Linked DNA regions of Mus musculus: region 2 is linked to region 1. The links are chromatin contacts, called in public HiCAR-type maps. All regions are on one chromosome and are shown on one strand. The core of a region is the stretch at or near the end of the contact, and the rest is flanking DNA. Distances in the headings are between cores, read along the strand shown.

What was found. HiCAR-type assays count read pairs that join an accessible place to other places.
Region 2: a contact with region 1 is called in a HiCAR-type map of kidney, with 4 times the contacts expected there. The contact joins the promoter of Hoxaas3 here to the enhancer-like site in region 1. A contact is called at or near these places in 5 of 39 promoter capture datasets (embryonic stem cells, hippocampal neurons, liver and 1 more), 5 of 484 Hi-C or Micro-C datasets (the C2C12 cell line, embryonic fibroblasts, embryonic stem cells and 2 more), 6 of 115 datasets of contacts at active chromatin or transcription factors (acute myeloid leukemia, embryonic stem cells, kidney and 3 more) and 1 of 9 other capture datasets (adipose tissue).

What each region holds. Positions count from the first base shown.
Region 1 is chr6:51,718,728-51,722,633 of GRCm38.p6, reverse strand. No RefSeq gene overlaps it. Among named protein-coding and RNA genes, the nearest start is that of Gm38811, 9.5 kb to the right of the region's middle. Within about 2 kb of position 1,708, at least 50 of the 459 cell types and tissues checked have an H3K27ac peak or open chromatin away from gene starts, as enhancers often do. A contact at or near this core is called in kidney, liver and pancreatic cancer cells, where this site is marked.
Region 2 is chr6:52,199,807-52,203,632 of GRCm38.p6, reverse strand. Hoxaas3 (Hoxa cluster antisense RNA 3) reads right to left here and starts at 2,509. Exons shown (of 3, transcript NR_015611.2): 1 at 2,342-2,509. It overlaps Hoxa3 (homeobox A3), which reads left to right. Exons shown (of 5, transcript NM_010452.3): 2 at 2,695-2,796. It overlaps Hoxa5 (homeobox A5), which reads left to right. Exons shown (of 2, transcript NM_010453.5): 2 at 802-1,879. The coding sequence ends at 1,052.

The sequences.
Region 1 (3,906 bases), core at 459-2,958:
GAGGGCATGAAGAATGCCCTGGTCTCAGGGATGGTTAAAAGTGGGCCGTGTACCAGGGTGGTGCCAATCAATTCATAAATTTCTAAAGTAGGTGAATGATTGCCACACTTTGAAATCTTTATGTTCCTTCAATCTTTTCTTTTCTTTTTATGTTCTGGCTCCTATTTCACACCTCCTGAAAATGTCACAGAGCACATATTTGGTTTTTAACGAAGAGTAAATGAAGTCTGCCCATTGGGAATCGTTTGTGAGTTTTCCCAACTCTTCCGAGGCAATGAGAAGGGTTCATCTGTGTGGGAAAGACACGAATAAAAAGATTGAGTTCTGCTACTGCTTGGAAATCACTTAGGAGACAGACCCACAAGTGAGAGTCGCCTTTGACCTGATTAAATGAAAGAATCCTAGCGCCGCCATAATGAGGAGACCCTAGATTTGGTGTCTTAGGGACCTTTAGAAATCAGTAGTGCAGGGTGAGCCATATAATCAACTAACACAAGCCTTTATAACCACCATGGCTGTCTCCCCACCCAGCATCCATAACCTGTCACCCCACCTGCCTCGGAAATACTTATAAGTCAGGTTCTCATATTCAAACCTAGCTTTTATGGCCTAACCTTAGAGTCCAAAGAAGGGGACTAAAGGCCAAGTTCCCAGCAATGCTGTTGTCTGTAGGCATCTGAGCATCTTTGAAGGTCTCGGTACGCAAGCCTTCTACAGTCACCTGGGTTGTGTCAGCCGGGCGGGTGAGGTGTTTAATGTGACAGTTCTAAAGCCTGGTTTCCTAAAGCAGATGTGCCATTGCAGGTACTTCAAAAGGTTTAAGAGAGAATGAGAGAGGAAGGGAGGTGACCTTGATTAGAACACATTCTCTGCATGTGCCAAATTCTCAGATAACGTGAAAGAAAAGAAAAGCCACATTCTACTTGCTAGAGGGGGAAGGGTTTAGAAAACCTCGGAAGTCTCCAAATGAACCCCATGGGCAATCTTTACTTCCCTGTGTTAAAACTCAATATATGCTTTATGGTACTTCAAGGAGGCATGAAGCAGGAGCAGAAATGTCTAAGAGGAAAATGAATGACAGAGTATGAAATTTTCAAACTGTGAGAATTATCTACATTTATAGGAAAGTGTGTAAGTCAGTTCACATTACCCTGGTATGTACCATACTTTTAATAACCCCAAATACGGGCATAAAAATCCTTATATGTGGGCTGGCTAGACCAATCAGTGGATATAGGTGCTTACAGCCACCAACAATGTGAATGTACTTAATATCAGTGAATTGTGCTCTTGAAATGGGAAAAAATAGACACTTCATTTTATATATTTTACTACAGTAAAAACTATAAAGACTAATACCAAAATAACATGACATCATGTTTATGTTATGAGTTGAACACTATTCTAAATGTCTTCTGTATGCTGCTCCAGTTGATCCCTAGTGATCCCATAAAGTAGTGTGTCCTCGGTTTTCAAATGAGAATAGGAGGCCCAGAGAAGCCGTGCACCTTGCCTATAGACATGAAGGAAGTAGCAGAGCTGGAAGAACAAACCCTACAGGTCAGGCTCCAGGGTCAGTGCTACACCGCACACACTCCCTGCTTGCTGGAAGTTTGTAAATGAATCACAGAAAAGGAGAGGCTCGGCCAGACCTCCTCCCCACTGGCCACTCATCCACACATGAAAGCCAATGACTCAGCCTTAGGCCAGAGCTGCCTCCACCTGACTTTGGCTGCTCTTACAGAGCACAGCCATGGAGATGTAGTCTGATACCATTCCATCAGCACAGAAAGACGTGAGATCTGTGCCTCCGACAGGGCGGGGCAGGCCTGATTAAACACTCTTTAGACCTGTGGGATTGTGTGCTCTTTAAAGTTATCTGGCGATTACTTACCCAGTCCTTTGAAGTTTTAATAAAATGCGATAGCCAATGCTGTGGTGAATCATTCACTAAGATACCTGCATGACCTGGGTTTGAGGACAGAACTCAGACTGCAGATTTCAAATGTTAGTGTTTCACCTGTGTGTATGTCCTGGGTTTTGGCAGGCTAGCATATCAGTTTAATGCATTGCTAGCAGTATTCTGGCTTTTTGCTCTCTCTCTTTCTCTCTCCCTCCCTTCCTCCTTCCCTTTCTCCCTTCCTCCACCCATAACAGGGCCTTGCATTAGAATTTATTGAGAGCTTATTATGTATAAGCTCATTATATGCAGTATTTAACCCTCACATCTCCAATCCATACCTGAGAAAAACACATGGAATTTAAGTGACCGGATTAACATCACCATCAAAAATGCAGAGAGCTGCTTCACACAGGCAGTCTTGACAAGGCCATGATCTTGGGATGACCCATTCCATACTCTGTGAGGTATGTTTTCCTCATCTGTACTGTGAGGAGGGTCTGGTCCAGATGGTGACAGATGTGTGAACTTCTTTAATTCCAGCCCCAGCCTCATCTATGTCCTTGTCCCTACACTCAGCAGATGCTACACCAGGGCCTCCCAGGCAGGTGTCCATCAACAGGATTAGGTGAAGTTTGGTCCCATCCATGCTGTTGGCCTGGAAACAGAGCTGAGATAGGTAGACATTGATAGGACCCTTCTGTCCTGTCCCCCAGTTCCCACGATGGTTCTTCCACTGTACCCAACCCCCAGCTGCCTAGGAGTCCCCGCTGTCTCAGCAAAGTCTCCCCAGTTGTGCACAGCTCAGTAAGATGCAGCAGAGGAGGAGAAGCTCCTTGTTGCTATTCTCATCACGCTCTGCCTCCCTCTGGACCCACACGGCCTCTTCTCACAGCCTAAGCCAGGCCAGAAATAGTTATGGGCTCAGCCTAGGTGCTAAGAAAAAAAAGCCCTGCTTAGAATCACTCTCCATGGCTGATACCAAACCACCATCTCAAAGTCACCCAATAGGACCTGGAGCCTAAAGCACTGCCCAGTCATACACCCATGCATCCAATGAGCTTTTCAGAAGTGTGCTAGGAATAGAAACAATGCTTTCACTAAGATCCTTATTATCATGAAGAAAATTATTACTGCTTTTTTTTACTTCTATTCTTTCTAAAACATTGTGTGTATAGATGTGTGTGTACATGTGTGTGCCCATGTGTGTACAGATGCATGCACACAGAAGACAGAGAAGGATAGTCAGTATAATGATTCAGCACGCCTTGCCTTGTTCCTTAAGACAGGTCTCTCACTGAAAATGGAGCTGGGCTGGCACCCAGCAAATCCCATCAAATCCTTCCCTTTTCTCTCCCTTCTTTCTGCCTCCCAGTACCAACTGGAGGATTGTGGATGTGTGGACACACAACCATGCCCAGAATTTTACCAAGGTGGTGAAGATTTGAACTCCATTCTCAGGGTTATACATCAAGCCTTCTCCCTGTCTCCAAATCTTCCCTACCAGTTTTCCTTATCATATAATACTCCTCCATGACTTCCCTGGATGTCTCTTGGAATGACTTTCTACTTTCAAATAATTGACTTATAAACAGGGGATATAGATGTAGCCTGGTGGTTAAACATTTGCTTAATACATAGAGGGCCTAAGTTCTATTCCTAGTACCATAAAGGAACAAACAATGGAATAATGATTCACCCAAGTCACCCACCACACATCCGTCTAGCCTGCTACCCATAAATGCTTCTCTTGGGGTAGACACTCTCGTTAACATTCAAAGAACCGGAGAAAATGACACCAGATTCGCTTTGCAGTAACCTGCTTATTGTTGAAGTTTACAACAGCAGTGGACACCCATCTCTTTAAAGGCTGACCTCAAACCCAAGTCCAACCTCTTACTTGCTGGGAAATCTTCAGAAAAATGAGTTTACCTCCCTGAACTTTCGTTGCCTTTCTGTGAAAACCAAAACACTGCTAGGAGCTGTGTGAGCCTTGAACAGTTATA
Region 2 (3,826 bases), core at 1,260-3,759, 480 kb before region 1:
TACTTCCTCCCAATTACTGCAGCAGCGATCTGCATTCACAGATACTGGGGAGAGGGGAGGGAGGAAAATGGGGTGGCCGAGTAAGTTTAAATGTTGAAAGAGGAAGAAATTCCGTCTGGAACCCCAGTGCCTCGGAACTCTCTTCAGGGTCAGGCCAGCGGAGTAGGGCATGCAGGGGTAGGGATGGCAGTAAGGGCCGTGAATCGGGCTTGTCAGGGGAGATAATTTATGGGAAGGGCTACGCTGGGGAAACAGCGTTACTAATTAGAGCCCCCTAAAAGGGGCTTGGGGGGAATAAGCCAGGCGAGGGCAGGCGGGATTCTGAAGTTTGAGGGCAAGAGGGAAAGCGAAGGAAAGGGAAGAAAAAGAAATCGGGCGCCCCAAGCGTACACTGGAACAGAAGGCGGCTAGCTCGGCTGGAACTTTAACTGAGGGTGACCTAGAGGCCACTTGGGAACTGAGAAAAAAAAGTAGTGCTTCAGTGCGTTTCTGGGCGGTGGGCAGACTGGGAGGGCAGTGCCCCCACTTAGGACAACTCGTAAAGGGCTAAAGAGCAGACTAGGGGGCGAGGGAAAGCCAAGCTGTCTTTAAACCCAGAGTTCCTGCCTCAGGTGGGTCGGTTGTTCCCAGAGTCCAAATCCGGTTGTTTTTCTCGCCAGAAAGGAAGGGAGAAGGAAATTTGGGGAGGGTGGGTGAGGAAGGAGAACTTGTTGAGCCTTCTCCGCAGCTCAGGACCCTGGCTGAGTTTTGGAACCAGGTGCTGAGGAGTTGGTGGCTAAACCGCTGACTTTTTTGTTACAGACAATATAGGTGGCCCAGAAGGCAAAAGGGCCCGGACGGCCTACACTCGCTACCAGACCCTGGAGCTGGAGAAAGAATTCCACTTCAACCGCTACCTGACCCGCCGAAGAAGGATCGAAATAGCTCATGCCCTTTGCCTCTCCGAGAGACAAATTAAAATCTGGTTCCAAAACAGGAGGATGAAGTGGAAAAAAGATAATAAGCTGAAAAGCATGAGTATGGCCGCGGCAGGGGGGGCTTTCCGCCCCTGAGCATCTGAGCGGCCAAAGTACTGAGCAGTAGTAGCCGGGCAGCTCTCTGTAGTGTCAGTACTAAGGTGACTTTCTGAAACTCCCCTTGTGTTCCTTCTGTGAAGAAGCCCTGTTCTCGTTGCCCTAATTCATCTTTTAATCATGAGCCTGTTTATTGCCATTATAGCGCCTGTATAAGTAGATCTGCTTCTGTTCATCTCTTTGTCCTGAATGGCTTTGTCTTGAAAAAAAAATAGATGTTTTAACTTATTTATATGAAGCAAGCTGTGTTACTTGAAGTAACTAAAACAAAAAAAAAAAAAAAAGAAAAGAGAAAAAAAAACTACACACACAAAAAGCCCCCCCACCTCGTTTAGTGCCAATGTTGTGTGTTGCACTTGAGTTCTTTAATGTGCATGTACGTGGAAGTGTTCCTGTCTCAATAGCTCCAAGCTGTTAAAGATATTTTTATTCAAACTACCTATATTCCTTGTGTAATTAATGCTGTTGTAGAGGTGACTTGATAAGACACAAATTAACTTGTTCAACGTGTAGTGGCTAGTGGCTCTGTGACGAAAACTGTGACTCCAAGCGGTGTGTCCCTGCGTGCCTTTGTAGGACCCTTTGCACGAACTCTGGAAGTGGCTCTTATAAGCGCAGCTTCAGTGATGTATGTTTTTGTGAAAAAGTTACAAATATTGTCCAAGTCTGGCTGTTTAAGCAAACTGTGATCAGCTTTTTTTTTTTTTTGTATTTGTTTTTAAGGAAAAAAAACACTGACTGGAAACAAAACAAAATAAACTTTCTATTGTAAGTTCTCTTGGTCTGATTTATGCCAAATAGCAAGCTGCTCTTTCTGCTTTTCTGTCTGTCCAATAGTACTGTAGGCTGCTGAGTCTGCGGCTACCTGGGCAGCCTGCCTGTTCATTGTGGCTTCACACCAACACCTTGACTCATAGCTTTCCTCACTCAGAACCATCAGAAACCTCAGGCCAGAAGAACATAGTGGGAAAAGCTGTAGGAGGTTCCAAAGCTTGAGTCCACCTTGTCCATCTCTGAGGAAACCAAGTTAACTTTGTACCAAAAAGGAGAGGAAGAGAAAGAGAGAGAAGCCAGGGCTTTGTTAGCCACACTCCGGCCCACATAGATCCAAGGCTATTGTAGGCCTTGTTGAAGAGGCTTCTCTGCCAGGCTGTAGACCCCAAACCCTCTGCCCACTAACCAACCCCAGCACTCAGTTCCCTCTACCCTTACTGAACCACTTGGCTTCTTTTGCTACAATTAATTTGCTACAAATGGAAAGTACTTACCCCATCCTAGCTCCACTGGGAAACTCCTCAGAGCAGCTAAAGCCCAACTAGAGATTTGCACATTTACTGGCTGCTTACACGGATGCCGTCTTTCCTTTTAAAAGTTATAAAACAGTAAACTTTATAAGCCCCAGTTCCGGCTATATGACATTTGGGTGCCAAATGAATAGGGTTTTGTCTATGAATTAGATCGTAAAATCATCCATAGCACAGACAGATCGCCTCACTGGCTATAAAACGTCACGTGGGGCCATTAAAGTAAGTTTTATGGTTTTGGGGAGTTGACATCCAACATTATATACCACATAACATATAATCTCACTAACGCTGGACTCCATTTGACTCTTTTGCAGGCTACGTGTGCTGCCTGGTCATTCAAAGTGTCAATTTTAGGTCCAGAAGTGTCCAAACCACAAGTTCTCAAAACTCTGAAAAATGGCTCCCTCCATGTTAAGGTAAGCTCGCCTCTTGAGTTTATTTTCACTCTTAAAAAGTTTCTTGTCCTCTCTTTCTGTCTGGCTCAGTATTCAAAATGGGAGAACAAACTTTTCCCTCTGCCTGCCTAAATTAGCAAAGCCAGAGCCAGCCTTGTGGAGGCTGCGCGGTGAAGAATGCCTGTGGCCGGCCGAGAACGGCTTCCCCAGGCCTAACTTTAATTGCTGCACAATCGTGATGTTAATGACTTCCGCTGCTCCCGCCGGCGTGCAAAAAGATGATTGTGTGTGTGTGTGTGTGTGTGTGTGTGTGTGTGTGTGCGCGCGCGCGCGCGTGTGTGAAAATGGGTCTGTCTGTGAAAACTTGGCAGCCCCGGGCCTTCTTTCTAAGGTTGGTCAGGCCCAGGCTCTTTGGGGGTCGTGGAGCTCTGGGAGTTGAAGGGACGCAGGCCACTGGAGGAGAGGGGTAAACTGAACTCGAGAGTTTGAAAGAAAGGCCCGGAAAGGACCGAGGCCGACACTGGCGGGATTCCTTGTGGGGCTGAGGCAATATGTCTTCGCAGGGCCAGGGTCATTTGGCAAGACTGAATTGAGGCGGGCAGCCTTTGGGCCTGAGTTTCAGACCGACTGGAGAGAGTGGAAACTGACTGGGGCCTTGGCTGTGTAGCAGGAGCAGGCTGCACCCACAGGATGTTGGGGACAGTGGGTCCCCACCTAGGAGGTACTCTGCTGTCCCCGCACCGGGCTAGGCCCAACCCTGTTAGTTCTTTTCATTTGACTGGTAGTGTTCTCACCAGCCTGTGAGTCTGAAGCAATAAACTTTATGGCCGGATTTAACTTTAGTCTTTGAATCCTCAGGGTAATTGAAAGGGGTTAAAGCGCTTTCTTTTCTTCCGCCTTGCCTGTCTCTGCCTCCCTTCTTTCCTTTCCCATCCCGGTCTTTGTAGGAATAAGACATCTATGCACAGGACCCTCAAAAGGCAGCTTAAGGGCTTCCCTAGATAACACTAAAGATAGAGAAATGTAACCCTCTCCAACTGCAGACAAATTC